Linked DNA regions of Arachis hypogaea: region 1 is linked to region 2. A link is a contact called in public Hi-C data. All regions are on one chromosome and are shown on one strand. Each heading gives the region's core, a stretch centred on a gene start, on an enhancer-like site or on the middle of the called end of the contact. The rest is flanking DNA. Distances are from core to core; before and after follow the strand shown. Region 1 has its middle 11 kb from the start of TRNAY-GUA. Region 2 holds the start of LOC112789694 (BTB/POZ domain-containing protein At3g22104).

Region 1 (5,777 bases), core at 2,312-4,811, 41 kb before region 2:
AATAGTCCTCATTGTGCTTATTACTACCTAAAATGTACTTCATCCAAATAAGGAAGTTAATATATTACCTCACCAACAACTTACTTTTAAGTATTCATAGATTCTTAAAATTCGATGGTTGAATATATATATATATATATATATATATATATATATATATATATATATATATATATATATTTTCATGTTTATGAAAAATTTTTGTATATCTATTTAACTTAAATAACATATGGAATTGAGTTAAGTCTCAAAGTAGTCCCTAAACTTGCACTCGAATATCAAAGTAATTTCTGAAGTTAATAATTACTCAAATTCGTCCTCAAAGTAATTCCTGAAGTTAATAATTACTCCGGGACTCGTAATAGTCCCTCAAGCATTTTCCGTTCATCGGAACCTTAAAACGACGTCGTTTTGAACAAAAAAATAAAAAAAAAAGAAGAAAAAAAAAAGCGACGTTGTTTTGAATAAAAAAAAGAAGCGTAAGCGTAGTTTTATATTATAAAAAAAACAATTCTCTTCTTCTTCTTCAACTCTATTATTGTTCTTCTTCTAATCTTCTTTAACTCTGTTTTTCTTCTTCTTTTTCAAAAGGTCACAAAAATAAAAACTAACACTACAAAATATCACAAAAAAATCAGTATTAATAAAAAAAGTTTAATCAACTTAAATAGCATGCATCAATCAATTTAAACAGCAATAAGAGCAAAAAATAGTAACAATAAAAAAATCAGTAATAATTACAGAATAGAAAATAACTAAAATTAACCATTGTTGTTATATTAAAATAGGATGAGCAGCAACAATCACCCAGAACATTAAAGAACAATAATTGAATAACTAAAAAACTTAAAAAAAAAAGAAATTACTATGCCCAAGAGAAAGAACCGTACTAAAGGAGAGAAGAGGGAGATCGGACGGATATGGAGGCTGACGAGCAGCAGCGGCAGTGAAACGGAAGTCGGCGAAAGGCAGCGACAGCGAAAGTTAAGAAGAGCTCTTATGAGTGTGAAAGTATGGTTGAAAAAAGGAATGTATCAGATTAGAAAAGAGAAAGGAAAGGGAAAGAATCTCAGGTTGGGAGAACAGAAAAGGAAGGGAAAGGAGAAGGGCGTTGGGGAAGCAGAAGAAAAAGAGAAAGGGAAAGGATTAAAGGAGGGAAAAGGGACGGATTGGGGATGGAGAAGGAAAAGGGAAAGGTTGGGAGAGGAAAAGGAGTTGGGGATAGGGAAGGGAACAGATTGAGAATTGGGAGGAGGGGCTGGGTACGCTAGGCGATCTTTCTTTTTTTTTGGATTGGGGTTTTATGCTACATTTCTTTTTTCTTTTTTTTTTTGTGTTCAAAACGACGTCGTTTTAAGATTTTGATGAACGGAAAATGCTTGAGAGACTATTATGAGTTTTGGAGTACAAGTTTGGGGACTATTATGAATCCTGGAGTATAAGTTCGGGGGCGAATTTAAGTAATTATTAACTTCAGAAATTACTTTGAGACTCAAGTGCAAATTTAGAGACTACTTTAAGACTAAATTTTATGAAATTTAAGTTGCATATAAAGATTCAAGATTTTTGTTTTAATAGACAAGATTTAGGAGTTTTTGATAAATACTAAGTAAATAAATAATTTTATAGTTAAATTTTTAAAAAGATTTTTTACCTCTCCATTCTTTGTTCTTCTTCTTAGCAGGTTTTCTTTTTTCTTTTTTTTTTCTTTCCTTTTCTTCTACTCCTTTGCGCATCAGTTTTTTCTTTTTCTTCTTCTTTAATATGTAAAATGTATATCTATTTTTTTGTGTCTTTTTTTTTGGTATCTAAATGTATCTATTTTTAAATCTTAACATAATTCATATGAAATAAAATTTTATGAAATTAAAGTAGAAATTATGTAGAAACAACCAAAAAACTAACACTAATCATGTGAAAGCAACACACAAATTATAACAAAATTACATAAAGGTTCCATATAATAACAGAAGAATGTGTCCTATTTTTTGGGGTAAAAAAGACTTGATTGAAAAATTAACTTGTTCATCTAGTTTCTTTTTTTTTTTTTTTTGGTTAGGGGGGTGGTTAAGAGTAAGAATCTGGATATTGTTTTAACAAGAGAAAAAGTGAAAAACGACAGGAGCCTTTAACTCATGGGGTTTGGATCGTCTTCAAGTTTTCTTTTTGGTTAAGAAACTAGCTTTGCTCTCAAACCCAACAAATGCCTGACCAAAATCAGCCCATATATAGCACCACAATTACAGAGTTACTAGATAGTTCTCAATCACCTGACCAAAAAAAAGAAAAGATAGTTCTTAACCATAAAAATTAACAAAAGAAAAATACCATACTTCAATTCAGCTGACAAATAGTGGTGCCAGTTCCATGACCGAAAACAAAAACTGGTGGTGTCAGTTTACATAAAAAAGCTTGTTACATATCATTGTATCCGTTAAAAAAAAAAAAAACCTTTTACCTCGAATCTGAAAAATTGTAAAAGTGAAGCAAAAATAATACAAAAAAATAATAATAATAAACTAATATCAATATATTTAAAATTTAAAATTTAAAGTATATTTCATGTCCGTCAACTCACATTTTTTATTGACTAATTTTTATATAATACAAAAAATATTATAGCTCAGTAGTTAAAGAATTTATAAGTATTATAATTCGAAGGAATCAACTTTAACTGAAATTATGAGAGCAAGATAAAAAAAATTGTAGAAAAAAAATTTTGAATCAAACAATTAAAATTCACTTTATGTATAGGTATATAAAAAATATCTATTTTTCTATTAAGTAATTATTGAAATATTTTTTTTTGTTAGTATAATTGCAAAGTTGAAACTATAATATTTATGGTAGAAGGTTTTTTTTTTTTTAAAGTAAGCAATTATTATATGCAAGATCAAAGCTAAATTAATATATATATTTGTATTTAAGAAGTTAGGTTTGTCTTTTAGTAACTGACTAATTAAGTTATTATTATTTGGTTATTTGAATATATTTATTTTTTAATCTAAACAAATTAAATTTATATTATACAATAATTTCTATTATTCTGTTAATATTTAATCATTTTTATTTACTAATCACCGTGCATGGTGTAGTGTGCTATGTATGTTTTCTAGAAAAGTATGTTCCATTTCAAGCACATCACATAACAATACATCACAGAAAGTTCAACCATAAAATGTTGGCCTTGTCCCTGTGAGAATAGTCTTAAAAAGTTAAAATGACCAATCAACCATAGCTAGACAAGTCAAACCAGCCATAACTCTAAATCATAACTCTAATAAGACTCTTATTTTATATGTGTCTCACTTTTAAACCACAGCTCTTGTGATCTTCTGTCTGGTCAGAATTTGAACAAATTAAACTCTTTTCTAAATTGACGTTCCACTTTTTCTTTTCTTTGATCCATGATATTAATTTGTTTGATCAATTTTTTGTGAACGAAAAGTTCCTCCCAAATTATTTGCTTTGTGTATAAAATGATTCATTTTATGCATGTCTTATCAAATTACTGTTAGGTACTCAGTATAAACAGTTAGTTAGAGCTAAGTTAACAATTTTGGTACACAGTTAGAAAGTTAGTTATTGCTGAGTCACCCACCAAATGAATACAAATAGTAAGTGATGTAACTAATTTCTGTTATACAAGTAATTCAATCATTCTCAATTTTCTGCATTCTCTCTCTCTTTCTTTGTTCTCTCTGCTCTAAGCTTTCTCTCTCTCTCTTTTCATCCTCTCTCTACCAGCTCTCGATACCTTTCAATCACTACCAAATGGTTTAATTTCTTGGCACTCCCAAAACTGCAGCTATTGTCGGTGCAGATAAACCTTTTTGTGGCGATAGTTGTCAAATTGTAAAATGGTAAACCATCTACATAGATATTAGGACATCTCCTATGATGCATTATTGGAGATATTTTTGCCAACGTGGTGTAGTTGCTATATATTTATTAAGAATAGATTATAAATTAAAATATTACTTCTAGGCAAGATCAAATTTGGTGTGAGATTATAAAACACTGGGTAAATAACTAAATATTTAAATCAGTCCCAATGAATTTTAGATGGAATATTTTAATTTTTAACAAATTTTTATTACGGTAAAAATTTTAAAAATTATTCTCATTAGATAAATTAATTATTTTATTATTTTCATCCAAATTTTTAATATTTTTCTAACAAATATTATTATAAGATAATTAAGATTAAAAAAATCATAAGATAAAATAATTCTTTTTAAAATAACAAAATATCGGATTTATTAAAATACTTATTATTTTGATTAATTTCATATGTATTACTATTACTGTAATATACATTTAACAAATTTTAATAACGATACATGATACATATACAACTTGTTATAATAAGAACATAACAACACCTTTGACTCTTAACGATTCTCACATGTTTTATTAGTATATTTTTGTCTTTAACATTTTTTAAATTGTTTAAAAATATTTTTAATAGTTAATATAATTTAATTTTATTTAGAATGTTTAGAATAAGTTTTAACTATAACTTTATCGTTAATTTTGTTGTGACAAGTAATCATGTATTATGGTGGTTTATTGCAGGGGTTACAATAATTAAGTTGTGTGTTACTACTTGATTTTTTCAAGAATTACATTGAGTATAAATTTAAACTTGTTGGGAATGCATTTAGAAAGTAAGGTTATCAACAGTCAAGTTGTGTATTTGTAAGATGTCAGATTCTTGGATAAGAAAGAAGAAAGAAGAGAACACTCAGAGAGAGAGAGAGACGAATGTTGGAGAAGATGCTATTGAAAAACGATTATATTAAAAGAAGGAAAAGAAAAGTGATTCAATGAGTTACACTGCAGCTACTTATAGAGTGTAAATGTGCCTTGAGTAAGTGGTTACAGATAGTTGAATGAGTGTAACTAATTGAGAGTGTGTGTAACTAATTGAGTGTAACTAACTACTGAGCTGTCATCAACAACTTAATAATTTTAGAAGTATTCATCTATAACACTTACATGCCCCTGAAACCAAGGGCCTTTACATCAGAGTTCTACTTCAAATACTCTTAACAAGTCCCTAAACTTGAGAAAAGCTGTTGCTGAGAGAGGCTTTGTCAATGTGTTTACCAGTTGATCTTGCGCTAGAATGTATTGAACAAAGATCTCCTTTTTGGTGACAAATTCTCTAACAAAGGATTGACTTAGTACAAAATATTTGGACTTATTATGCAAAATTAGGTTGGCTGATAATAGAACAACACTCTGATTATCACAATAGATTATAGGTTTGATAGAGCAGGAAATTTTGAGTTCAGCTAGGAGATTTTGCAACCAAACAATTTTAGTGACAGCATTTGAAATGCCTCTAAATTCTGCTTCAGTGCTACTTTTTGATGCTGCAGTTTTTTTTCTGCTAGCCCAAGATACCAGGTTCGAACCTAAGTAAATAGCAAAGCCATTTGTCGACTTTCGGTCATCAACATCACTGGCCCAGTCAGAGTCACAGAATCCATATATTCTAAAATTGATGAATTTACTGAACCTCAAGCCGTGCCGTATGGTGCCTGCAAGGTACCTGAGAATTCGTTTGATAGATTTTCAATGTAATTCTAGTGGAGAGTGAAGAAATTAAGCCACTTTATTCACTGAGAAGGAGATTTCTGGTCTGGTGATTCTGGCATATTGAAGGCCACCAACAATGAATCGATACAAGATATGATTGTTGAATGTGCTGTCACCAAAGGTAGAGAGGTTTAGTGATGAGTTCATGGGGGTTGGCACGGGTTTATCAT
Region 2 (5,177 bases), core at 743-3,242:
AACATATAGATCTGTAGTTAGAGCATTGCAATACTTAACAATGATAAGGTTGGATATTACATTTGCAGTCAATCATATCTCTCAATATAATCCAACTCTTTTATACTAAAAAAGTGTCAAAAGAATTCTCAGATATGTGAAAGGTATAGTGAAAAATAAAATTGTGTTTAGTAAGTACACTAACTTTTGAATTCTTTCCTTTGCAGATGCAGATTGGGGTGGAGACTTTGGAGATCGAAAGTCAATCAATGGTTTCTGCATCTATTTAGGCAAAAATCTCATATCTTAAAAGAGTAATAAGCAAACTAAAGTTAGCAGGAGCAGCACTAATGCTAAATATCGGTCTATGTGTACAGCCCAAACTAAAATCATGTCCATTCAACAACTCTTGGGTGAATTGCAAATTTCACACCCAATACCACCTACTATATATTGTGATTATCAAAATGCCTGCCTCCTAGCTGCTAATCCTATACTTTATAGTAGGTGTAAATATTTAGAATTGGACCTTTATTTCTTAAGAGATTTGGTTGATCAGAAATCTCTTTATGTGATACATTTTTTTTCTTCAGATCAAGTAGCAGATTATTTAATTAAACCGGTGTTACAAGACTTATTTAAAATGTTCAAGCACAAACTAAGAGTATATCAAAACCCTTACTTCAGTTGAAGAGGGTATTAAAAAAAAGTTTACAGTTAATTAGCTGTAACTAATAAAATTTTGTTCAGTTAGTTATTGATTTTGGTTAGTTAAAACTTGTTCTTCTTGATTATTCTTGAAGAGGAATCAAGCTCTAAATCATATATATATATATATATATATATATATATATATATATATATATATATATATATATATATATATATATAACAGTTGTATTGTTTATTTAGCAGTGTGAAATATATTAATTTTTATTCATCTCAGTTTTATTTTCTTCTCTAACAAATATCCAACTCTGTTCTTCATTTTTGTTTAATTAGTAGATTTTTTAATTAAATCAATATAAACAGTTCAATCTTTTTGTTTTAATTAAAAACCTTTGACACCAACGATCATCTCCGCATGATCTTTTAACTGTCTTCCATTTCTTAGAATAGCATGAAGCTCTTAAAGAGCAAGTATTTATTAAAAAATAAAAAGAGGACAGAATATGATAAATGTACCATGGTAATTGGGAATTGAAAATTTACCCATGGATGAAAAATTAATAAATAGATTATATTAATAACTCTTTTTTTACTACATATATAGAAAACACTCAAATTCTGAATACGTACGTCAAGAAAAATTTAAGTAAATGTTATGATATTTAAAAAATAGTGTTTACTTATTAAAAAGAAATGTTAAAAATTAATAATTAATTAAAAATTATAAAAGTAAATAATTTTTAAAAATTAAAATTTATTATAACAAAATAAGGAAGACAAAATTTAAACACCAACTCATCATAAACACTATAAAATTAGTCAAATATCTAATACCATTTTAAAGTAAGACTAGTATAATATTGAGTAGATCACACTCTTCTGATTAGACGAACCATTCTTAATATATTTCGTGAATTGATGTTGATTAATTGATTGGGTAAATTAATGTGTGTAGAAATAAAATTAATTAAAGTAGTTGAACTTCTAGTGTCTTATCATATCATCATGAATGCGATAAACTTGTGATAATTTGTTATTGTGACAAGACTACGAGAGAGGTTACTTTCCATAGTGAATGAGTGCTTAAAGAATTGTCATTTGGCTATAAAAATTAGTAAAATAAAAAACAAAATCGTCGACAGCAGGATTCGAACCTGCGCAGGCAAAGCCCAACAGATTTCGAGTCTGTCTCCTTAACCACTCGGACATATCGACCATTTTGACTTCTTTCCACTACAAAGATATCTAGTAACGTTTAAAATTATCATTCATTGGACTTGGTCATAGAGGTGATGACTTTGTGGGGTACGATAAAGTAACAACTTGGACTGGTCCCCAACTCCAACAAAGCACATGCCATGGAACCATGAAAATTTGGTTTCTTTTCAAGAGCAAAGAATTATATGGCTTCAACAGCAGATACATACATCTATGAAGAAGAAAATTAATTAAATATTTATCTAAGAAAATATGTTATTTTATTTTTATAAATTTTTTAAATTAGATTATATACTTCATGTTCTTCACACAAACTTTTTCACGATAATAAATTATCCTCAACAGCATAGTTAGTTTACTAAGTCTAAGACATTCTTATGAATGCTTATAAAAGTAACTTCACTTTATAGTTAGTTCACAAATTGTCTACCGAAATAACATTTTCAATAACAAAAGAAAAACCCACATTAATTTTGGATGAGGTTTTATGTTTTACTTTTATCAATTGTGCTTGCCATGGCTGTAATTAATTTAACATTGAGAAGGACTAGTGAGAGAGAATGCGATGTGGGGGCATTATTTTAGGCCAGTACAATATTGAGGGTGGGTGCACTGCACACATAAAGAGAGACTTCTTCTTTCATTGCAGCTATGAGAATGGAATAACACAAGGGCCAAGCTAGCGAGGCATTAATAATCTTCAGTTCTAAATTATAAGGTTTGTTGAATTTTCTTTATATATAATTTTCATTCATAAACAATAACGTTGCTAATTATTTTATAACTGAGGGCCTAGTCATATTATTTTTTTCAGGAATGTCAGATGAAGGGGGGTTATTATTTAATGGTACCTTATGCTATATCTATATATGTTATATTATAGAGTATACCATGTTAATTTAATATATATGTACAAAGAAAGTATTTCACTATTTCCCTTTTTCTCTTCTTGCTTGTGTTGTGTCTTTACATGTCTTGTTGAATGCTAACTACTTCTCTCTCTCTCTCTCACTCAGTCACTCATTTCTTGTTTTTATTTCTTCTGAACCAATTGACTTAGCTTACTTATATGTTCCACCACCCAAACCCTAATCTCAGGAACTTTGTGTTTGTCCTCTTCCTATTTGTCTTCTTCTTACTCTCAGAATATCTCTGATCTTTGTGTCTTCTTCAATCTTCACTCTCCCATCAAAACCACTTTGGCCTTCTTCTTTTTCTTCTTATTATGTCTTCTCTATCTCCCTCATTTGGATTGGCTTCTATGCAAGTTCCAAAAAGTCAATAATTGATAAGTAATCTCCATCATTGTTCATTTCTGGTGGTGCTAGCTTCCTTGTTTTGTTTTGTTCTTATATATTCTGGTGAAGAAGCTTTGTTATGGAATCTTGTTACTGCAATCTTGAAGTTGAGGTAAATGGAGAAGAGACCTTCATGGTTGACAAGGTAATAATAAATAAATAAATAACAATAACCTTATTAATCTCTCTTTCTCTCTCTTGCTTCTTTGTTATTTGTCAAAACGGTCTTTGCTGTCAAAGTTCCTGTTTTGTTTGGATCATAATCCACTTTTCAATCTTTCTTTTTTTTTTAAAAAAAAATTATCTGGATTCTAGTTTCCGTTTATGCTAAATGTTTTGCTACTCTTGAATTTAGAAATGATTGTGCTTCAATGATTTTTCATGACTTTTAATGTGTAATTTTATTTATTTTTTATTTATTTATTTTGGTCTTTTTAGGCTTATTCTAGCTACCCTTAGTAACTTCATGATGGTAGCTTTTCCTCATCATTAATTGGCACCTACAAAGCACTGAGGTGGGGGCACCTTTTTTCTTTTTTACAATAATTTTCATGTCCATTTTTCTCACAAATCAAAACCACATGTCACCCTTTTTTTTTCATCTTCTTATGTTTTTAATTTGAGAAAAGTTCTTTTAATAATGCATGTCACATTAAATGCTGCTGCCATGGTCTTCTCTGGGTCTTTAATGTTCTCTACCATTCATTTTATTTTGTTTGTATTCACATCTTTTGAGAGGGACCCCAAATATAGTTGTTTTCAAGCCATTAATTTCTTTCTTCTATACCCTTCCATGCTCATAGAAGATTAAAGATCCTTTTATGCCAAATTTATTGCCTATAACGACTTCTTTGTCAGTACTCCATTCTTTCTGGTTTATGAGCTTTTAATTATAGGTATGGAATTTTCCTTATTTTTCCTTATATATTCTCTCCATTTTTTTCCTTTCCATGTCTCTGTTTTTATCCAGTGATAGCATTTTCCACAATAATCATTTTCTCTTTTTTTCCTTTTTTCGAAAAGAAAAGTACCCTTCATTGAATTGGATTCAGCACTTTTTCATAAAGCTTAATTCTTTTTACTCAATTCTGACCCCATTTTGATGGGGTTACCTAGGAAGGATGCTGGATCATCACCATTACACTCTAACATTATGGTTTGCTTGAATTTCTCTCATAATTACATGTTCCTACAACATAGTGCATTAATATTATTATTCCTTCAATTAATAATTTAACTTGGTTTTATTATGTGTACTTTTTTTTTTTTCCCTTTCAGGCTATTATTGCTCAATACTCAAGCAAGTTAGCTAGATTATTTGGAAAATCTAGTGGTCCCAGTGGGAAACTCAAAGTAATATTCCATGATTTTCCAGGGGGTGCTGAGGGTTTTGAGCTTATGCTAAAATTTTGTTACAACAATGGAAGCATTGACATGAACTCTTCCAATTTGTTACAAGCACATTGTGCTGCTGAGTACATGGAAATGAAGGATTCTGTTCTTGGTGTTCCTAATTTGTTGGAACAAACAGAGAAGTCACTTGAAGAAATAAGCTATTGGAGATGGTCTGAACTTTTGGTTGCTTTGAAACAGTGCCAGAATCTATCAACTGTGTTGGATTACTATTCTAATTCAATGATGCTGGAGAAGTGTATGGACACCATTGTTGGGAGAATGTTTCTTGCTAGTGAAGCAAGCCCATGCCCTTCAACTTGCTCAACTGATAGTTCTTCCGGTGGGGTCCGGTTTTCGTGTGATTCGAAGAGTACTGAGAGTATCAAGACGAGTAGCTTCAGTTCGCGTCCGTGTTGGTGGTTTGAGGATCTTGTTTTCTTAAATCCGGTTTTGGTTGAAATGTTGGTGAGGTCAATGATCACAAGAAAATTGGAACATGGTTTGATTAGTAGGTTTCTAATGTATTATCAAAAAGCAAGATTTTCAAGTACTATTGATGTGAGTGAGAAGATTAAGATCTTGGAAATGGTCATAGATATGCATTATGATATGGAGTAC

Evidence for each region. A called contact is a pair of places that touch in the nucleus more often than the background predicts.
Region 1: a Hi-C map of leaf shows a contact between it and region 2, with 2.3 times the contacts expected there. The contact joins the enhancer-like site here to the promoter of LOC112789694 in region 2. A contact is called at or near these places in 2 of 8 Hi-C or Micro-C datasets (both in leaf).

The regions. Positions count from the first base shown.
Region 1 is chr3:18,446,170-18,451,946 of arahy.Tifrunner.gnm2.J5K5, reverse strand. No RefSeq gene overlaps it. Among protein-coding and RNA genes, the nearest start is that of TRNAY-GUA, 11 kb to the right of the region's middle. Within about 2 kb of position 3,561, at least 2 of the 3 cell types and tissues checked have open chromatin away from gene starts, as enhancers often do.
Region 2 is chr3:18,404,659-18,409,835 of arahy.Tifrunner.gnm2.J5K5, reverse strand. It overlaps LOC112789694 (BTB/POZ domain-containing protein At3g22104), which reads left to right and starts at 1,992. Exons shown (of 3, transcript XM_072232478.1): 1 at 1,992-2,584; 2 at 4,443-5,177. The coding sequence starts at 4,563. It overlaps TRNAS-CGA (transfer RNA serine (anticodon CGA)), which reads right to left and starts at 1,863; the gene lies at 1,782-1,863.